3 separate regions of the Urocitellus parryii genome follow, and regions 1 and 3 are each linked to region 2. A link is a contact called in public Hi-C data. All regions are on one chromosome and are shown on one strand. Each heading gives the region's core, a stretch centred on a gene start, on an enhancer-like site or on the middle of the called end of the contact. The rest is flanking DNA. Distances are from core to core; before and after follow the strand shown. Region 1 holds the start of LOC113187427 (dual specificity protein phosphatase 18-like). Region 2 holds the start of Cebpd (CCAAT enhancer binding protein delta). Region 3 holds the start of Spidr (scaffold protein involved in DNA repair).

The links. Hi-C and Micro-C count contacts between places; a contact is called where the count stands out from the background.
Region 1: a contact with region 2 is called in a Hi-C map of muscle, with 7 times the contacts expected there. The contact joins the promoter of LOC113187427 here to the promoter of Cebpd in region 2. A contact is called at or near these places in 2 of 2 Hi-C or Micro-C datasets (liver and muscle).
Region 3: a contact with region 2 is called in a Hi-C map of liver, with 5 times the contacts expected there. The contact joins the promoter of Spidr here to the promoter of Cebpd in region 2. A contact is called at or near these places in 2 of 2 Hi-C or Micro-C datasets (liver and muscle).

What each region holds. Positions count from the first base shown.
Region 1 is chr7:81,398,842-81,401,622 of mUroPar1.hap1, forward strand. It overlaps LOC113187427 (dual specificity protein phosphatase 18-like), which reads right to left and starts at 1,399. Exons shown (of 3, transcript XM_026395202.2): 1 at 1,373-1,399. The coding sequence starts at 1,399. All of the region lies in intron 5 of Spidr (scaffold protein involved in DNA repair), which reads right to left.
Region 2 is chr7:81,049,484-81,052,183 of mUroPar1.hap1, forward strand. It overlaps Cebpd (CCAAT enhancer binding protein delta), which reads left to right and starts at 1,407. Exons shown (of 1, transcript XM_026395188.2): 1 at 1,407-2,419. The coding sequence starts at 1,497. The coding sequence ends at 2,324.
Region 3 is chr7:81,443,501-81,446,200 of mUroPar1.hap1, forward strand. Spidr (scaffold protein involved in DNA repair) reads right to left here and starts at 1,429. Exons shown (of 20, transcript XM_026395186.2): 1 at 1,358-1,429. The coding sequence starts at 1,393.

The DNA.
Region 1 (2,781 bases), core at 149-2,648, 350 kb after region 2:
TAAATGAATTAAGCTCTCCAATCAAAGGACAGAGATTGGTAGCTTTTATTTTAAAAAAATCCAACTACATATTGTTTATGCTAGAATCACTTTAGATTAAAGATATTAAAAGATTGAAATCAAATAGTAAAGACACTCCATACAAACAGTAACTATAAGAGAGAAGAGAGGGGCCATACTAATACCAGAAAAAAAAAAAAGACTTGAATCAAAAAAGGTTATGAGAGATAAAGAAGTACATATATATTAAAGAGGTTCAATACGAAAGATATAAAAATTACAAATATTTATGTACCTAATAAGAGACCTTAAAATATATAAAGCCAAAACTGGCAGAATTAAAAGGAGAAATGGTTCATAATTATAGTTGATGGAATCAATACCCTCCTCTGTAACAGAACAACCAGACAGAGTAAGGAAATACAGGACTTAACACAATAAACTGACTAGATCTAACACATTTATACAACATTACAACACTGTATCCAACAACAGCATACACATTCTTCTCAAGAGTACAGAGGACAAGTTCCAGGTTAGACTAATTGTTAAGCCACAAATTAAGTCAAAATGTGTCATAAACATACAATAGAATAATATTCAGCCTTAGAAAGGAAGGACATTCTGACGACACAGATTAACCATAAGGACATTATACTAAGTGAAATAAGTCAATCACAAAAAAAGATAACATATGATTCCACTCACATGAGGTAATTAAAGGAGTCATATTCAGAATGACAGAAAGTAGAATGGTGGGTTTCCAGGAGTTGGGGGTCAGGGGAAAATCAGGAGTTATTGGTTAATGGATACAGAGTTTCAGGGGTTTTTTTGTTTTGTTTTGTTTTAATATTTTTAGTTGTAGTTGGATACAATACCTTCATTTTGTGTATTTATTTTTTATGTGGTGCTAAGGATCCAACCCAGGGCCTCATAGATGCTAGGCAAGCGCTCTGGCCCCAGAGTTTCAGTTTTATAAGATAAAAAGAGTTCTGGAGATGGAAGATAATGGTTCCACAGCATTACACAAATATTTCATACCATAACTTTAAAAATAGTCAGATGTAAGGTTTATGTTAGGTGTATTACATAATTAAAAATACTAGAAAACAATTATAAATACTCAGATTTAGAAATACTTAAAAATTTTTGTCAGATGACTTTCCTGTTTTGTTAAAACTTTTCCCCAATTCCTTCTTCTATGAGTTATCAAATAATTTTTCTTCCCCTACTGGTAAAGAGCAAAAAGCAATCATCTGTTTCATAACAATGAAGCCAAACTTCAAACTTACAAACCACATTTGCTTTCTATTTGAAACTGCATGAACCACTACTTCTAAGTCTTTTACTGTGCCAGTCAGCTTCTGTTTACCTTCTTAACAAAAAGCTTGAACCTCATTCTAGTTATCTGATATGTATTATGTCGTTTAGCCTATATTTTCATAGGGATCACTACGTAAAGTGCATGGGAATTACATAACAAAGTTTACCTAAATCTGATTTCCTGCATAGTTCCTAAAAAAAAAAAAAATGTAGGTTACCACAACTGTGTGGTATATCTCTGCTGCCCTCTACAGGAATGATTCTTAGATGACAATGATAAAACAAACTGAAAATCCAGGCAGCAGCACTGTCAACCAACATGGAAAGTCACATCCATAATCAGCTACATTTGTTAAGTATGTTAAAAGACAGTAGTACAGAGAAGTTACTGCCATGGACTTTAGTTCCTTCCATGCTTTCCTTCAAGTAATTCACATGTTACATTCCAAGGAATATAACACAAATCGTTAAACAGAATTTGGCATCAGACTTCATAAATTAAAATCACACTCTGCCATTTACTAGCTGTGCCTCCGTTCCCTCATCTTTCAAAAGGGCTTAATAGTAATATTTACCTCATATATTCGACACTTAGAAAAGTGGTTAACACAGTAAGAACTCACGGTATGGTTAGTAATCTTATTATTGCTATTAGTATTACTTGACACTACAGCAAAATGGTTAGAACCAAAGCTCAGAAGCTAGAATGCCTGAATTAGAATCCTGTATTAGTTAGTATTAGTAGTTTAAAACACAATGAAAATTATTTAATTATCCCCCTCAGAATTCTCATCTGGAAAATAGGGAGGATAAAAACAGCTCCCACCTCACAGAGTTATTTAATGGTAATTAAAAATAGATAAACAGGGCTGGAGATATGGCTCAAGCAGTAACGCACTCGCCTGGCATGCGTGGCGCGCTGGGTTCAATCCTCAGCACCACGTAAAATAAAATAAAGATGTTGTGTCCACCGAAAACTGAAAAATAAATATTAAAAAATTCTCTCTCTCTTCTCTCCCCCCCAAAAAAAGTAGATAAACAAAAATAAATAATTACCAAGTCCAAGGAAAACAAAAAGTTGTGAGAGAAAAATAATAATTGAAAGATCAACAGAAAATTTTAGATCATGGCATGCTTCTTAGCCTGCTTACAAATAATTAATTCCAGAACAGATAAGAAGGCATGAATACAAAGATAAGAACAATTAAGGAAACACCACCAAAGGCTCAAAATAAAGCACAAGTAACTTGCCCTAGAGACAATGAAGTAATATTTCCAAAACTTCAAAGAAAAATTATTCTCAATCAAAAATTCTGTACAAGTTTTCAATTATATACCAATGTATGATAAAAACATCTTCAGACATGCATTCTCAAAAATATTATCTTCTGTAAATCATTTCTGAAAGCCACTGGAAGATGTGTTCAACCAAGGCAAGGATGAAAACATAAAATATAG
Region 2 (2,700 bases), core at 157-2,656:
CACCCGTTGAAAAACTCAAGCAAAGGATGCAAAATGGAGGGTAGATCTCCATCAGAACAATGATTTAAAAATGGATTTGACCAGAAATATTTGCCTCAGGAACAAACCCCATCCTGTTTTTTTTTTTTTTTTTTTTTTTGAGATGGTATGTGTGTGTGTCTAACTATGCTGCCAGATTTGGTCTGGGATTCTGGGCTCAAGTGATCTTTTCGCCTCAGCTTACAGAATAGCTGGGACTACAAGTGCATGCCACCTCGCCCGGATTTTACTTCAACTTTTCACGCATTCATTTTACAACATAAGAAGCAATAACAACTTAATACCCCATTACAACTACTGGAGTAGAACTTATCTTTCTCCCAAATGGGACCAGTACTATAGATCAAGAGCACCTCTTGAATTTAATAGGGAAATGAGTCTGGAACTGGAAAGAGGGCTAAAGCAAGAGAGCACCACAAGGTGGCACTGTTTCAGTAGACCTGCAAAAAACCCGACAGCGCCCAGGGAGCTCTCAGGAAGCCCCCAGGGAGCGCTAGTGCTTTGGGGGCTTGGGAAGGGCGGCAGGCCCTCTGCTCCAAGGAAGGACTGAATTTAGGATGGTTGGTGGTCCAGACGTGGCGTTGTGACCGCACTCTCCTATCGGCTCTGCTATTATGAATGGTATCGAGGAGGTCCTGCTGTCCCCAGGAAGCATCGGTTGCATGGCTGAGCCTCTGTCCCTAGGGCCAGCTGGGCCCCAGGATCTCCGAGCAAGGCGGCTAGAGCGGGCCCCAAATTCCCTGAAACGTGGGTGATGAGAAGCAGCCTCCCTCTGCGCGCTTGCGCTTGCTGCGCGCCACCAGAGTGGCTAAAAATGAGTTCCTGCGCCTCATTTCCCCAGCGTGGGTCTCCACATCTGGGCCCTCGGCGTGGGCGCCTGGGTGAGGGTCTCTTGCGCCAATCCGAAGCCGGAGACCCTTGGAGACCTTTGGCCGCACGAAGCCCTACCGCCCGGTTCTCTCTTCTCTGGAGACCAGAGGCGACCCAGGATGAACACAATCCGGGGCCAAGTCCTGGTTTTAATTTTACTCCCAGTGGCGAGGAACTAGGAAGCTCCAAACCCCACAAACAGGAAGGAGGGAAGGCCCTGGAGAGCGGGCAGTAGGAGGGCGATTCCCAGCAGCGCGACTCGGGATGGGCCAGGGGCGGGGGCGGGGGCAGAAACGCGCATCCCATCCCCCACGTGCCGGCGAGAGGGTCCCGGGAACGCGACCGGGTTGTTGGAGCAGCCGGGAGAGGGGCACGCCAGCGGACAGCTGGGGGACGGCGCCGGGGCCGGGGGCCAGGGGCGGAGGCTCCCCCAGGGCCCCCGCCCATCGCCCCCGCGGCCCCGGGGCGCCCTCGCTGTGCCGTAGCCGGGGCGGGGCGTGCGCGTCAGCCCCGGCTAGAAAAGGCGGCGGGGTCGGCCCAGCGAGGTGACAGCAGCACTTAGACGCCAAGTCTGGCCCGACGCCGCCATGAGCGCCGCGCTCTTCAGCCTGGACGGCCCAGCGCGCGGCGCGCCCTGGCCCGCGGAGCCCGCGCCCTTCTACGAGCCAGGCCGGGCGGGCAAGCCGGTACGCGGGGCCGAGCCCGGGGCCCTGGGGGAGCCGGGCGCCGCCGCCCCTGCCATGTACGACGACGAGAGCGCCATCGACTTCAGCGCCTACATCGACTCCATGGCAGCCGTGCCCACCTTGGAGCTGTGCCACGACGAGCTCTTCGCGGACCTCTTCAACAGCAACCATAAGGCGGGCGGCGCGGGCGGCGCGGGCGGCGCGGGCGGCCTGGAGCTACTGCCCGGCGGCCCCGCGCGGCCGCCCGGCCCGGGCCCCGCTGTCCCGCGCCCGCTCAAGCGGGAACCTGACTGGGGCGACAGTGACGCGCCCGGCTCGTTGCTGCCCGCGCAGGTGGCCGCGTGCGCGCAGACGGTGGTGAGCCTGGCGACCTCCGCGCAACCCACACCGCCCACGTCTCCGGAGCCGCCGCGAAGCAGCCCGGGTCCGAGCCCGGCGCCCGGTCCTGCCCGAGAAAAAGGCTCCGGCAAGAGGGGCCCCGACCGCGGCAGCCCGGAGTACCGACAGCGACGCGAGCGCAACAACATCGCGGTGCGCAAGAGTCGCGACAAGGCCAAGCGACGCAACCAGGAGATGCAGCAGAAGCTGGTGGAGTTGTCGGCGGAGAACGAGAAACTGCACCAGCGCGTGGAGCAGCTCACGCGGGACCTGGCCGGCCTCCGGCAGTTCTTCAAACAGCTGCCCAGCCCGTCCTTCCTGTCGTCCGCCGGGGCCGCCGACTGCCGGTAACGCGCGGCCAGGGCCGGGAGAGACTCACCAACGACCGATACCTCAGAATCTACGGGCCCGGAGTGGAGCGCGCCCCAGCCCGGCGCCGCGAGAGTCGCCCGGCGCCTGCTGCAGTTTCTTTGGGACATGTGAGTGAAAGGAAGCTACAGCCTGGACTTACAGTCACTGAACTGCGAGAGAAGCTATACGTGTTTATTTTCCCTTAAATTATTTTTATAATGGTAGCTTTTTCTACATCTTACTCTTATTGAAGCAGCTAAGGTACATTTGTAAAAAAACAAAAACCCTTTCAAACAAAACCTTTGTATTGTAGATAAGAGGAAAAGACTGAGCATGATCACTTTTTATATTAATTTTTACAACATTTGTAAGAATA
Region 3 (2,700 bases), core at 179-2,678, 390 kb after region 2:
ATACCTATACACAATCACACACTTCCATACCCACACTTCTCTTCAACCCTCCATCTTAGCCTCATAGCTCAAGCTGTTACACCTTCCTAAAGGTAAAATATCAACTGCTATGAAAATCAGCCAATCTCCCCCAAATTGAGCTCTCCTTTTTTGTATCTCAGAATGTTCCTATTCTCTAAAACCAATACCATCAAGTTTTATATGTCTTGAAAATCTGAATAAATGATGGCAATTAGAAAATCTTTGGCTTTTAGAGAATACCATTTCAAATAGTGTACACCAGTGATACCTAACAGAACTTGCTGCAATGACATAAATGTTTTGTATTGTGCTGGATACCCAGAAGCCTCTGACAACATGTAGTTACTGTGCATTTGAAATGTGGCTAGTGGCTGGGTGTAGTGGTGCAGGCCTACAATCCCAAGTACTGGAGGCTGAAGCAAATTACACACACTAGCCTAGGCAACTAAGACCCTATGTCAAAATAAAAAAATAAAAAGGATTGGGAATGTAGCTCCTCCCTCCCCAGTTTGGCAAAATAAAATAAAATATAGAACATGGCAGGAAGACAGCAAAGGGAAATAAATGAGCAGTTGTAAAGACTAAAAAGATTAGGGTAGCAACATCAGGGACACTCCAAAAGAAATACAAGCAGGTGGCAAAAAATCAACACTATGACCACCACAACTGATAGAATAAAAATGATGTCCTCATGAATGCAGTTGCAATCATTTCACATATCGTGCCTGTTACATAGTTGCTACACACCTACTTCGTGCCTACAAACTGTGCAGGGTGCTGGAATACAGACTGGAAGCACTTAACTCCAGATTCCTCTCCCACTGGCAGAAAGAGAAAGTTTCAGAGGAAATTTAGGAACGACAAGAAAAGTAGCAACACGAAAAACTGGCAGAGGCATGCCGATATCCACTGCTGTCTTGGTGCGTTCGTTATAGGAATGAATCAAAAAAAAAAAAATTAAAAAGAACTTCTAGACACCAGCGAGGAAGAATATATCTCACTCACTAGTTCCCAACTCAAGCCCCAGAAGCCCACTCCGTCACGCCCACCGCTGCCACCCTCGCCTTTCCCACAACAGGAGTAGCGCACACAATCCGGGCAGAAGAGCGACTTGGGGGCGGCGGCAGCAGCACCCGCACGCAGACCCGCCCGCCGCGGCCTCGCCCGGGCTCCAGCTCGCAGGCTGGAGTGCCCGCCAGCCACAGCGCCCACCCTCTAGCCCAACCAACCGGCGTTCACGCCTGCTGAGGACTAAACCGAGCTGCCACCGCGGGCCAGCGCTTCCCCCTAGCCACACGCGAAACCGCACGGTCTCAACTCCCGCCCCACCGCGCACCTTATGACTGCGAGGGCGGCCGCCGCCGCGAGGCATCTCCACGCGCGCCGCCTCCCTCCTCTCGCTGGTACCGCCCCCCCGAACGCGCGCGCGCAGATTCCCAGTCGGCACGCCTCACTGCGCGCTGCGATTGGTGGGCGTTCGAGCGCAGGGCGGGGCTTCCTGGCGTCCCGGCGCTTTCCGGGGAGCTACTGGGCGTCCGGCAGGGGTACTTTATTTCGGGAGGGGGAAGCGTTGGCGGCGCTGCTTCTCGAACTTCTTTCCCGGCTCTGAGTCCGAAGCGTCTGGAGCCCGTCGTTGGCGAACCGCTGCGCTCACCGTTGGGTTTCTTAGAAGAGAGCTTGCAGACAGGATCGTGCAGTGTTGACTTACGAATTGTGTTGTCTGGCCCAAACTAACCTTAAGTAAACATAAAATGAAAACCCCAAGTAAGCTGTGCCTTGAATAATCATTCTTAAGGAGCAGCTGTAGCTGTTAGTGTATTGGGGGGTGTTATTTCCCGATATATTGGGGCGAGGGAAAGAAACAACTTCCAAATATTAAAGAGTAGAGAATCTTCAATTTATGAGACGTCAAAATCAAAGAGACTTGTTAAAACACGGGCCTCTGGATTTCCCGAGTCCTGTAGGTCTGGCATATGGCCATAGAACTTGTAGATTTCTAACAAGTTCCCAGATGCTGTTCCAGGGATCCCTCTAGAAGTGAATATACTGGTGTCTCAACACTTTCAGAAATAGTCTTGAAACTAAACACAATGGGAAGGAGGCCTGGGACTGAGTAAAAACAAAATTAGGTTTGTTTAAAGTCTGAATAGGAAGATTCTGTAAAGAAGTTATTCGTTGTAGAAAAAACTAAATTGATAATTTTTAAAAATTGAGAAAGTGTCTGCCTAGGGAGGAGGAAAGGATTCTTACAAAGTTGTATTCTCAAATGGGACATAACTTCCCTATGTTCCTATGTGAATATGCCACCAGTGAAACTCCACATCATGCACAACCACAAGAATGGGATCCTAATTACAAGTATATATGTATAATAATATGTCAAAATATGATCTGTATGTCAAAATACACGGTACTATCATGTATATATAAAAAGAATGAATAAAAATTTAAAAAGTTATATTTTTAAAAATATGCAGAAATGGAGTTTAGTCTGCTTTAAAAGCACTTTTTCGTATACCTCAAAGAAGACATTCTTTGGTGGTGTTTCACACTCTCCATCTTTTTGCCTGGTCCTCATTCTTCATTATCTCCTGTTTGAAATCCTTTTATATAGTACTCACTCTAAAATAGTTTTAAAAAATGAAAGAAAAAAGTGTTAGCTTTAGCATGACATTGTTG